Linked DNA regions of Columba livia: region 1 is linked to region 2. A link is a contact called in public Hi-C data. All regions are on one chromosome and are shown on one strand. The core of a region is the stretch at or near the end of the contact, and the rest is flanking DNA. Distances in the headings are between cores, read along the strand shown. Region 1 overlaps RBFOX2 (RNA binding fox-1 homolog 2). Region 2 has its middle 7.3 kb from the start of RBFOX2.

Evidence for each region. A called contact is a pair of places that touch in the nucleus more often than the background predicts.
Region 1: a Hi-C map of liver shows a contact between it and region 2, with 5 times the contacts expected there. The contact joins two enhancer-like sites. A contact is called at or near these places in 2 of 2 Hi-C or Micro-C datasets (crop and liver).

The regions. Positions count from the first base shown.
Region 1 is chr1:174,068,126-174,074,320 of bColLiv1.pat.W.v2, reverse strand. The region is part of intron 2 of RBFOX2 (RNA binding fox-1 homolog 2); the gene reads right to left. Among named protein-coding and RNA genes, the nearest start is that of RBFOX2, 41 kb to the right of the region's middle. Within about 2 kb of position 4,635, at least 1 of the 3 cell types and tissues checked has an H3K27ac peak away from gene starts, as active enhancers do.
Region 2 is chr1:174,019,549-174,026,524 of bColLiv1.pat.W.v2, reverse strand. No RefSeq gene overlaps it. Among named protein-coding and RNA genes, the nearest start is that of RBFOX2, 7.3 kb to the left of the region's middle. Within about 2 kb of position 2,829, at least 2 of the 3 cell types and tissues checked have an H3K27ac peak away from gene starts, as active enhancers do.

The DNA of each region.
Region 1 (6,195 bases), core at 3,386-5,885, 46 kb before region 2:
ACAAGATGTTGTCCCTCCCGCCAAAATAACGGAGTGGCCTGGGAGTCTCTAAGACTCTTGCAGACATTGGGTAACCCTTCAGCGGTCAAGAAGTACATCTCAGGAGAAAAAGTGGTCTCCTGGTCCTCTCCCAAGAAGGATGACTCACATCTCCTCTCTTTAACCCCAAGCAGAGATGAGAAATTGCTTGAATCAGAAGACTCAAATATGAAAGGAATTTGTATTACATCATCCAGCCCATTTCCTGCCAACGCCTTACAAACCCAGAGTTTGGACGGACTATTCATCAGCAAGGTGATCATTACTTCCCTTGAGAAGCTCTTTATAGGACCGAAGCAGCTTATTGTCAGGAAGTCTTCCCATATATCTGAATTAGATGCACTCCTTAACTACTTCTTCTCATACAACTTTTCTCCACATGGTTATTTTTTTTCTGTTTTTACTGAGTATCAGCGAGGCGTGCATTACCATGGAGCTCACCAAATGTGTTTATAAACATTATTCAAGGTTCTGTAAAGAAAGGGTTCCCTGCCTTGTATTCAAAGAGGGTGGAAAGGCAGCAGACACAGGGGAAAAGTGAAATAAATATATGGTCAGAGTGATCCACTTGCAGAACTTGTGTCAATTTGTGCTTCTGTTATTGAAGGGTTTAGATGGTAGGAAATCAGCTAAAGAGAAAGGAAAGGAGGGATTTGGGGGAATGTGGCCAACTAACTCAGTTCAAAGAGGAACTGCAGAAAGCAGGTTTATAACAGGCTGGGTATTTAGTGGTGTACATATTACAATATTTTCTGATCCCAGTTCCTGAATCTTTCCTGCAGTTCCTTAGGGATTTAGCTGTGGCCTAAGAAAATAAGCAACCACTTCTTAGCACTTTAAGTGATCAAGCATCTTACCAAGACAGTTTTGGATTTGGGGGAGAAGTACTGCTGGACTAGTCTCAGCAGATCTCATCTTCCCGCTTCCAGCTCCTCCATGATTGCAGATGTGCTTGAACTTCAGCCTGTAACCAACTCCTCCTTCAATTTTTAGCTAAATACCCTGCTCTCTTCTTTCCTTCCCAGATACCACGATTTACATTGCTTTTAACCTAACTCTCTCCACTATCAACACTGTTTTATTTTCTGAACGTGCTAAGAGCTATAACGAGTTAGATGCACTCCAGTAAAGGGTGTCTCAGGAACCTCTCCCCTCCTGTAGCAGTAAATACCTGTCCACAGCACACCTTAACTGGCCCACATCCTTTATAGCTTAGCTGCTAAATTGTAACCTCCCCAGCAGTTATCCCACTATGTACCCTTGAACCCCCTCTGCGTGCAGCTGCCTCACACATGCTTCCCATCTCCTGAGTATGTTGACATTTTTGGCCTCACCGTATTCTCTAAAGTGAAGTTCATTATTTTCAATGGGAGGTTGCAGTTAGGTCAGTAACAGAACATCCCTTCGGTCCTCTAGCACAGAGTAGAAACATTTCACTGCTTGCCTGAAGAGAGGCTGTGGAAGCTAGGAAGCAGCAGATTTGGCAGTCTTAACCCTAATTCACCTCATTTTAAACACAGGGAAGAAATTTAGAACCATTTCCCCTCATTAACTTGGTCCTATCCCAAATTCTGAGTTGTTTGCTTTCAAGCACTCCTCAGAAGCACCAGGAACACCAAGTCTGGTCTTCTCCATTTTATATAGAGGACCTCAGGGGCTTCCTGCTCTTTGTCCTGGCTGTTCACTCACAGAGTGAGGTGTTAAAACTTTATTTAAGGCCCTTCTAGAACCTCCCTCTGTCCCTCAAGTTAAGCGTCTGTATTAAATACACTCTACTCAAACCAAAAGTGTAAGAAACAAACAAACAGAAAACCTACAAACAACTCTACTTTCTAGCTCCTGAGCAACTTAACACTTCTACTGCCACAACCTCACCAGTTACCAAGCTAGCTAGTATACACACTAGAGGGTTTATTTTCATGGTCAGTTACAAGCAGGAAAACAAATTAAAAACAAAAATGCTTTTCAGGAACGCTACTTGCAGATTTAAACTCTTGAGACAGAGTCTATTCCAGGACCAACAAAGTAGGGCACTGGAGAGACTGTGGTTGGTGCTATCATGGAACATAAAAAACCATCAAATGGCCATACCATTTTCCTCCAGAAGTTCACTTTTAATTTGTCTTATGAGAAGAGCATTTCAGTCTGTTAATACTAAACCAAGATATTTTTGTGGATATCCTAATCCACACTGCTAATCCACTGCTGTCCACCCAGCTGCTAATCAAGTTGTGGCAATATGCCCAAATGCATGCTTCATCCATATGATGAAGAAGAGGAAGATAGGTAAAGGAGCCTGATACTGCAAAGACAAGACAACAGAGGTTTCCACCTCTGAACTGTCTGCGAGACCCCAGCTGCTGGCAGCAGAGACCACGGATGGGAGCAGCAGTGCCTCTGCGCAGCCAGTGCCAACAGGCAGCCCAGTGACCTGCTGTCCTCCCTCTCCATGGGAGCTCATGCGTACCCTTCACACCTCAGGATGAAAGGCTTCCTTGCCCAGCTCCCCGCATCGGGGGGGGAAGTGCACAAAGAAAATAAATGGGGGAAAAAAAACCAACAGGGGAGGCTTCCTTTTCTCAGGGATTGCCACTGCCACTGTTCAGCCAGCACAGCTCACAGCCCCGGGGAGGGGAGGACATGCAGCCACCTGCTGCCTGTGATGCCCCAACAGTTACTCCAAAGCAGCAAGTGGGTAAAGACCCTGGGGAACAGGCTGACAATGAGAGGATTTAACAGCATTTCACCTTAACCTTGAATGCAAACCAAGGGGATAGTGATAAAGCTGTTCCTATCAGTTGCCATGGGCACCCGCGCTACCTTGGGCTGCAGCCTCATCCACCTACATGAGAACAACAGGTCAGGCCTGGTGAGTGCTCAGATGAAAAACCAGCCACTGAAATGAAGCTGTTGTAGGAAGTGTCACTTGTGATAGGTAACAATGTTTCCACCACATTAGTACCAAGTCAATGGCCGTTTGATTTAAGAATTGTACTCATAGAAGTACAAGCTTTTAAAAGAGGCTTCAAACCAACATCCTAACCCGTTTTGATAGCTGAGGATCACTTTCTGTAACAAAAGAGGTATAACAGGTCTAACATCCTGACCCATTTCTGGTGTCTGCAATTACCTCCTGCTTCCATAAACTCACTCTCCTCCTCTCTTACCTTCAGTGGCTGCTGAACAACGTGTTCTTGCTCATTTTGTTTCCTGTTGGGGAACAAAATTGTTCTGTACAGCTGCCAAATTCTGCCACAGAAGTGTCAGTATTCAGCACTCAAACAAATTTCAGATATCGTGTCTAATACAATTCGACACAGAAAACACTAGAGCAATATGACATAGGCCTTGGCTATATATAAAACAGCCTGGTGCAGTCAGCATGGAATAGCTTTCTGGAAGCAGAGTGTTTACTCTTGATGAGTTTGTTTTTATGTAAAAGTTATATCAGTATAGCTGTACCAGTCATTTTCCGTGTTGAGACCAACTCATAGTACCTCAGAGCTGTTTGTCACAGCTTGGGAAATGAAGCAAGGAAGCCTTGGTTCACTGCATTTTAGGCAGGCGCTCACGTTACCAAAAAAAAAAAAACCACCCAGAAACACCACTTTGTTGGCAGGCCCAATAGAGGGATCAAGAACTGAACAGTCCCCGGAGAATAAGCTCTCCTCATGAAAACACTTGGTTCTCATCTCTGCTAATGACGTTACACTAATGCTGCCTGTATTTTCCCTTTACTGAGGGCTTCGTTCCTGCCATCAGCATAGCTCTGGGGAAAAGGAGGGGGCATCCTGCCATTCCTGTATGTGTATTAGATGCCCACACAGCAAACCTGGAATTCTTGAGAACAGTCCCAGAGAGCTCTCCAGCTCCTTATGCAGCAGTACTGCAGCCCCAGTACTGCAGCCCCAGTACTGCAGCCCTTCTCTTTTTAGGCAAACTTACACCACAATGATTTAGCTCACATGCTCCTGGGCCCCATCACCAGAAAAAATCCAGTAAGACGGCATTATGGCAGGGTAGGTAAAGAACAACCCAGAAACTCTTGGTTATCATAAAGCAATCACACAACACCAGAATTAAGAGTAATAATGCCTCGATATAAATCCAGCTCATTTGCCTCAGTGCTGCTGCCCATGCATGATGATGACAGAATGCTTAAATATTTGGGAAAGGATACAAAATAAACTTCATACTGTAGACCTAAGCATTCCCAAATCACCAAAGTGAGGACTCAAACCAATCACATATTTCAACTACAAAAAAAACCCCTACAATAAGCTGGAACATCTGGGTATGATTTAACCACTAGAGGGTGTAAAACAGCATAGTGAAAGATTTGCAGCCAGCAATTAATGGCATTTAGACCTTGAAGGAGCAAAAGGACGTACAAACAAGTGAAGGAGTAGGATGCTACATAAGGTGAACAAAAGTGCAAGTTATATCTACAGAATTTCTAGCAGGACTAGTGTGGTCACACAACAAGAAGGCCTAGAAATAAAGCTCTGATTTGCTACTTCTGCTAAGGAAAACATTGTGGCAAAAAACACAGCATGAGTATTTACAATAAAGAACTGCAATGGGACAGAGCGAGAGACAGAGACACTCACCAGCTCAAATCCAGCTCCTAATCTGAGGAAATCTGTCAGAATTGCTCCTGCATCTCATAATTTGTTACAGGGTCAGGATCGCTACATGTATTCCCACACCACTTCCTTCCTCCTTTCCCAGCACAGAAAGGCAGGTGGTGGATCAGCCATCGCTGTCTCTCCCACACCAGTCCCAGTCTGTGGCAACAGAGGACTTCTTTCTCTGCTGCTACCATGTCACAGATCCTGAATCAAATTAGCTAAAAGCCTTGAAACCTCATTAGTGAGAACCAGACCTGAATTTAAGATGCTTCAGGGCCAAAAGCAAGAAAGAAAGACAAATACCTAACACAGATCAAGATGTTACCGAGAGCAGAAAAAAAAAAAGCTCATAAAAATCTTTTTTTGGCTGCATTTGCTAAAATGAAAGCACACAAGTTAAACTGAAGCTGTTTGCCCACAAAGACATTTCCATAAAGCTATCTGCCATTTGAAATACATATGCACACTGGCTAATACATTACTACCTGTGCTCACCCATACAGAGCCCTCCAGGGCTGCCCAGGCACTAATCATCATTTCACGCCCTGGCTGCTGTACAGCTTCCTGTGCCCACCTCCACTGATCTGCCAGCAACAGATTCTTTCAAACGAGAAGAATTATTAAGGCATGAGAAAGAAGAAACCTGTGAAGTGGGACGTCCTGGCAGTCACCAAAATGAAACACCAAAAGACACTCCTAAATGGGTAAGCTGAAGTACAAAATAGGGCGCAGAAGGTTCTACTGGAATGGACAAGTGAAAAGCACGTATGAACCACGTTAAGGATCTGCGACTGGCTCTGCCTCTCAACCCAGCATCCCTTACTTAGCCTGGATAGATTAGGAACACAACTCCCACAGCATCCCAGCGTGTAATATTTATTTGTGCTGGTTAACAGTTTAATATATCCCAGTAGACATTCTGAATAATTTCCTCCTATATAGAAATTCATACACATGTTACAAGCACTGAAGATTCAAGCTCTTCAGTTGCTGAAGCTGCACTATGCTGCACTTTCTCCATAACATCTCCTGTTATGCTGTTGCTCCATATACCCAGACCTCATCAAGATATGATGAAAATCACTTTCTTTATATAGCAGTACCTGAGAGTATTAAAGAATTTGATTTTGGTTTTATTATTTGCTCATTACCAAAATGTGCTGCATTATTGATTTTCCGTGTATATTAATTTCCTGTTGCACTGGTTCATACTCTGCTTTGCAGTAGCACTGCAGAACACTGAAAAAAAACCCATTCAGTCTAAGAAGGGAGGTTTAATGTGTGACAGTTGTATCTTACAACCCATTAAATTTCATTTGTTCCAAAGCATCTCCTCCTTCCGTCGTGCAAATTCATCATCTGGGATTTCTCTGTCTTCTGCTAGGAGGCAAGAGAATGCTTACAGATGCAATGCAGTGAACAGTGTAATTTTTACTGCTGCAGAAGGAGAACATCCTGAATAAGAGCAAGGAGCAGGGGCCCTGCAGGGCTTGAAAGGAAGGCAAGACAAGTTCACAGATACTAG
Region 2 (6,976 bases), core at 1,580-4,079:
GGGCTGGAGCAGAGTCAACGACTCACACAGGTTGTAAGGCACAAGCACGAAGTGAGGTGCAAACCGAGGGCATAGAAATCATTAGGAGACAGTTCAAAGCAAAACTCTCCACCACCACAACTAAGAATGGCTTCTTGCTGCTTCCATCATCTACACGTGATGCCTGATCCTGCTGACCAGCTCCCTCCTGCCGCTGCAGCCTCCCGCAGCTTTGCCCTTCTCCTTCCCAGTGGATTCGGTCTCTCTGCTAGTGGGCCAGGGGAGGTTGAGTACCTTGTCCAACCGTGCTCATTCCTGCTGTTTCTATCCTGCCAGCCAAGCTCCTGGAGCCAAATGCTTTTCCTCCTGACAGCATTACTCCCACAGGTAGCGAAGTGCCGCCAAGGTAAAGTTTCAGCCTGTACTTTGGTCCTGGTTTGTCAGGGAGCGGTGATGGAGTTTTCCGTAGCAACGAGCGTGGGTAAATGTTTCTCCTCGCTTATCTCGGGCTGGCTCTTTGCTACAAAATCTTATTTACAGAAGCTGCTTTTTCTTGTCACGGGCAAGCACGCAGCCAAAGATACATAACGTAAGTCAACAAAATCCAAAGACTTTGTCACCTGACTTAAACCGTCTGCCGGAAGGATGCCAGTCCCCAGGCAGTGGCAGGAGGCCAATATCAATATGTCACTCTGATGCAAAGGTGCTGGCAGCTGTCAGTCAGTGGGTCAACACCCACAATGCACCTGTTTTTTTCCCAGAGCCACCTCTTGCAATGAGGACACCTGGCTTCAGCAAATGCCACCGAGCACCTCAGCACTCCGGCCGAGCAGCGGTGTCAACAGCTGGGAATCAAACAGAGACCTCTGAGCAAAATTTTCCTGACACGTTTTCCAGCTGGCTTCAGATATCGCTGCAGTGCATTTATCGTTGCTAATTGCTGCTCGATCTGTGGTTCTGGGGGGTATCATCATGTACCAAAGCTGTGCCATTTCAGGTACACCGATGCCACTAAAGCAGTACAACACCTGCAGTGCAGATGCAGTTCTGTGCATACATGCAGGTAGCATAAAAATGCTGCCTGCCTGCATTGCTTGTGTCTGGAAGGATGGGGAATAAAGTAGGTCCTTCAGCACTCCTAATATGAAGGGTCTCCAACTATATCCCCCAAATATATAATAATAGGAAACTGTGTGAAGAGCTTGTCTGGGAAATGAAAAGTCTTTTGCTTTCCTGTTGAGACTGTGGGCCTGACCAGCTCAAGGTAAATAACATGAGCCACAGAGGTACCACAGGGAGTGTGTGGGGACGCAGACCAGAAAAAAAACAAAACCAAACCAAACACTGGCTGTCCCCCACCCTCTGGGTGCCAGAGATATCAAGAAGCAGGGAAATACCTGGCATTTGTTCCCCTTGGTTGCCCATCAGGTGTGAACCAGAGGTTGTTGGAGGCTGGAGTCTACGTCAGGAAGCCAGTGACGGTGGCTGTTGATAGAGTTGTCCCTCCAGTAGCCTTGCTGGAGTCACAGCCCTCGCACAAACACATCCCTGGCCGTGTCTCTGACGTCCCTCGGGGCTGTGCCATCCTCTCTCATGCACGAGGCCGCAGCAGCCCAGTGGCCGTGACATTATTATTCAGCTTACATGGGCACCCAGACAAACAGACGGTACAAATCATTATTTGCAACTGTTCATTTCCAAATGGGCTGGAGGCTGCGCAGTCCGAGAAGGGCAGAAGCCCCGCCGGGGGCAGAGTTCGTTCCCAGTGTAACCGGCAGACGGAACGAAGGACAAAGCAAAACACCCGCTGTGGCGGCCGGGCACAGCGTGCAAACAGAGCGGGTGTTGTCATGTAACTCCTGTTCATTTTCAGTGAAGCACCCTGTTTATTAGGGCCCCTTAGTTACAACTCAATTTACTACATGACTGATCTCTGGAGTCGAGGCTGACTCTCTCCCTAATCGGTTAATTGAAAAGCATCTGAAAGTGCATTGTTAGACACAAAATGCCAAACTAAGCTGGTCCTTGACACGACTCAACTAGCAAGAAGAGCCATCTCCCAGGGCAGAGGAGAGCTCGCAGATATTTTCTACAGCGATCCCTGTATCACCTTTCACTCCTGTGACTGATGCAAGGACAAAGAGCGGGAGTGTGGTTGAAGCAGGCCCACACCCTGATGTTTCCCAGCTGTTCCAGCCTTCCCTTGGGATGGCCGCCGTCTGCGCGAATTACAACAGCACGGATTACGCCCCGGGATCCAAGCCACAGGAGCGTTTCCAGGATTGCTCCAGCTTCTCGCTATTCCAAACATTTTGCAGGCCCCTCCTCTTCTGCTGCTGAAGCTTTTAGCTCTTTGTGTTCTTCACGCTCGCAGAGTTTTCCAGTTCCATTCCTCATATTTTCCTTGGTCTCAGCTTTCAACTGAAATTTCCACGTGTCCAGCCGTACTTATTCAGCTTCCCAGATCACAGCACATACATTATAAATGACTCCACCTGCTGGCTATTCAGCAATCCAGCATTCATTTCAAAGAGACTGAGACACATAATACTTATTCATACGAACAGGATCACCAAATCGTGCCCTTAGATTGTGTCTTTTCTGCAAAAGATTATTAGTTTTCCTTTGCACAAAAAAGCGCTGTGTAAATTTATGATAACAACGACCAATAAGCACTTGCAATCTGATTTTACCCTTTCACTGTGCTATTTGTTGCTGATACAGCACACATTTCAAATAAGATTTGAAAACATACTACTTTTTTTTTTCTTCTGAGATTTCTTCACTCTAGAAATAGTTACAGCCTCTTTGGCTTCAGATGGAGATTAGAAAAGTGTGATGAAGCACAAGAAATACTTTACATATGGGCCAAGAGGATATTTTAAAAATCAGGCAAACTCCAGTTCGTAAAGAAAATCCCCCATACGTGTTACATCTGCAAAAACACTAAGAGTTTGCACAAAAACCCGATGCGTGCAGGGACACAGAGCCAGCTGGGTCAAGAGAACTGACTCCACGAGAGCGCCGAGAAATCCTTTTCGCGTGATTCAGCGTGACATTTATGCACTTGCTTAACTTCAAGCATGAGAAGCATCATGGCAGTCAATGAGGTTATTGACACGCTGGTGGACGGGGCGATTTTTCTGGCGCGGGGCTGAGTCAGGGCTGCGCCTCGTGTGCGCGGCTGCGCCAGCTGTGGGCAGGGGAAACCGCGCACATCTGTCTCGGAACATCTCCGGCTGCCCTGCAATTGCCAGCACGCTCTGTATCTCCAAGAAAATGAAATTGTTGCAAATGCAATTTGTAGCCCCCACCAAAATAAAAAAAAAGCAAAAAGGCTAACTCTCTCTCCCAGAATCGTGCAAACTCCAGACAGCACATAATCCACTACAGGAAATATAAACGCCTAATGCAATTTTATAGGCGTCTGGAGGGTGCCAAGTTTGCTGGCCCAGACAATAGGTTGCAGATTTCTCCATGGAAAATGAAAAAGAAAAAAAGAAAAATAAAAAAGGCGGGGGAAGGGCTGCGGCTCTTGTCAGGGCTCTTCAAACCTTGGGAACTTCAGCCGTGGTGCTGGCAAGAAAAGCCGCTAATCCTGCAGTCTGTAGCAATCAGAAACACAGCCATATTTAGTCATGTTTTCCAGCCCCTTCTCTTATTCCTGCCTACTGAACAGCCATTTGGAAGGTGAGCAGGGCTACAAATTCAAACCAAAATAAAACATTACCAGCCCATGACAGATTGAGGAGGGGATATCCACAGCCCTGTGCAGCCAATGGCAAAAGCGTGGTGGAATCCCTGACACCAGAGCTGGCCAGGGACACCAGCCATGTGCTGTAGGGTCCGGCTGACCCAGAAATCAGCCGTATGACTCAGGATTACCAGCGCTGTCCTGGCCCCACTCCCTCCAGAGGCTTGCCTCCCGCTTTATTAATACCACTTTTCTTCACACAAGTTGCACGCAGGTGGAGTTAAGCTGGTGTGGGTAACACGGGTTAAATACGGAATGGGGAAATTGCTGTAGTCTCCCAAGTATGTGCTATAAATTCAGGCAATTTAGGGTGGAGAGGAAAGCTGTAAGCAATCTGAGTGTATTCTTCAGCAGTGTGAATGCACAGGTAGGGCACCTAAATAAATGTAATTGTGGTAGCAGGCTATAACCCAGTCATTCTGGAGGAATCACTTAGTTCTGTCTCCCGGAGTCACTTACAGTGATTTTTAAAGATACAGTATATTTTTTTTTTTCCTCTTGATTCCCATTCACCAGCCATCAGACTGCTTGGGTGCCTCAGCTGTACATCTCTTAACAAAATACACTTTGTATTTGACCTCAACACTGAGTTTCCTCAGCTTGCAGTATGTATTTAGAGGCTAATCATGATATTCATGTGATGGACTTTACCCTGGAAAACTTCCACATTCTGCTTAATGCAAAGTCACACACATGTGTCTGTTTGCACCTGTAGTTAAACTTGTATGTACATATACGCACAAACACATACATGGAAGGGTTTAAGAAAGCCTCAGCACTGCTCTTTTTGATGCCCCTCACCGGTGCCTCTCCCAGGGCCTCCATCTCCTCGCGCTGCCCGTCCCGCCTGGAGGGGGCTGCCCTGTGCCCCCACCACTGTGCACAGCACCAGACTCTGGGTCCCAAGGGAGCCCCTGGGCAGCTCCTGCTGTCAGAAAGTCACTGGGGATTTGGGGGCACGTCCTTGAATTGCACCACCTTTGGCAGGTCCCTGCTGGCCTGGAGCGATGGGAACCCAAACCTGGATGTGGGACGGGGCCTGGGTGGTGTCTGCCCCCACTGCAGCCCCCTTGCCCACATCCCTGCATCTGCAGGTCAGCCCTTTGGAGGTTGCTGCTCCCCCTGCCTCCCTCAGCCCTCTGCTTTTGTGGTTTTTCTTTTCTTCCCCTTTCCTGCAGCAGGAAGTTTCCCTTGGGAGCCATTAGTAGGGGAAGGGAGACCAGGAGAAAAGAGCCAGAGGCTCAGATTGTGAACAGGCACAAACTCACCCCTCTGCTGCGAAAAACTCGTTGAAGGCCCCAGAGCTATCAGGAGCACGAGCCTACGAGCTGAGCCTCACCGCCCTGCCTCTGCTCAGCCCTCTTCTCCCCCAGCACACACCGAGGTCTCTGCAGTGTACCCCAGATCCCTGCTCTGCCGCCCGTGGCTCGCCGCTCCCCTGCGGCAGCGATCCAGCTGCTCTCAGCCCTGCTCTTCTAACTGTGGAAGACACACAGTTCCTGTCCTGTTTGCCTTCATCCCACGCACATCCCGTGGCCTGTGGCCATCAGAAAACACTGGGTCACGACATAAAAGCTCCTGAAACATAAGATGAGACGGGTGGCAAGGTCTTGTAGGAACCTCTGCGTCTACCCTGTGGGCAGGAGCAAGCCTTTCCCCGGCCGTCTTGCATGGCCCAAGGCAGCATGTTGACAAAAAGGAGTAACTGCTCCATCTTTCCTTCATAAATGCTCAGATTTAATCTTTAGGTAGGAGATGGGAAAGGCTGCCCTGCGTCACTGAGCCCAGAGCCCTGCAGCACAGACATCACGCCAGGTAATCCCTTTCATAAATTGCTCCAGCTCCAACTAAAACCACTGTTAAAGAGGTTTTCAGCTCCTCTACCTCTGTGGGGCAGCTGCTTTGGAGTCAGTTTCCAGCAAAGCTCTCTGTTTAGCGTTAAACTGTTGTCAAGGCGTTGCTTGGTTTTGAAGAAGGGCACCTCACGCTACCATCTCTGTGCTGTGATGAAATGCCAGCTTAGGTGCCACGGCATCAAACCAGTCAGAAACAGACCCCCAAAAATTACTGACTGCAATGAACTTCCTCTGTGTGCGTTAGCGCTTCTAGGCGAGCTGAGAAGCGCGGGATCCTGACCCTCAGGAACAAGCCCCCGCCGCAGCGTGCGGCGGTAATCACATTTCATCCCAGCACAGACAAATTCCTTTTGCGCTTCCTCTGAGCCGCAGAGCGCAGCACGCCCGCCCGGGAGAGCAGGTTATCATCAAGCTCAGCGGGACTCATAATCAGCACAGGTAAGTACACATCGTGTCTTGCTGTGCTTCGGAAATAAATAAGGTGACCCCTTTCTGCCTGCTGTATGGCTGATAATTCATCCCCTTCCTCCGGTTTTCAACCCATGAGGAATTTCTTCAGCTGAAACCATTCTTCATTAGTTTTCCGAGGTACTTAATTTTTAAACGCATCCCAGTCCATCAGTCACAGCCGGAATTCTCCATCCAATGATTTCCATGTCATCCTCTAAGGTTGTAATTTAGCAGTAGGACCCTACTAGATCCACACATCCTCACATTTTACCCAACAGCTTCTGCCTGAGCCTCTGTGCCGCTGCAGACAGGGTGTGAGCAGTCACTGACCACAGGTTTTATATTTTCACCAATGGTCTCTCAATCTCTCTCCCATTAATGTTTGTTTCATTTTTTTTTTTCAAAAGAAGACAGAAGTGCAAATTGCAGAGCAAGAATTGCCACAAGCACTTATTTTCTGTGAAACGTTGTGCTGTGACAGGCTTTGGCATCAAAGCATTTGCTGGGCAGTTCGGAGAGGAGAAAAGGGAAAAAAAAAAAAGAAAAAAGAGAAAAGACAGTTAATATTTTATCTATTCACTGCTCAGCAAAACCAGAAAGTGGTAGCATCAAAACCACATGTGAGCCGTCCCTACCCTGGTGCAGTGGCTGCCTGGGTTAGCAAGGGCTGTGCTGATTCCAACGAGGGATTAAAAAGGCAGCATCCAAAAGCCAAGCAGGTGAAGGGAACAAATTATGTCAGAGCAAAGTGTTCCTGTCTGCGCAGCCCATTGCTGCTGTTTGGTTTGCTCTCACCTGGTGACTTAAGCAGGAGAAGTTGACCCTGCTCCGTGCGCAGATGGATCCCCAGTTTCAGCCGCATGAGGAGCAATGTGGGGCTGGTGGACCTGGGAATGGGGTGGTTGTGATTGTCCCGGTGAAGGCATCTGGGTAGTTG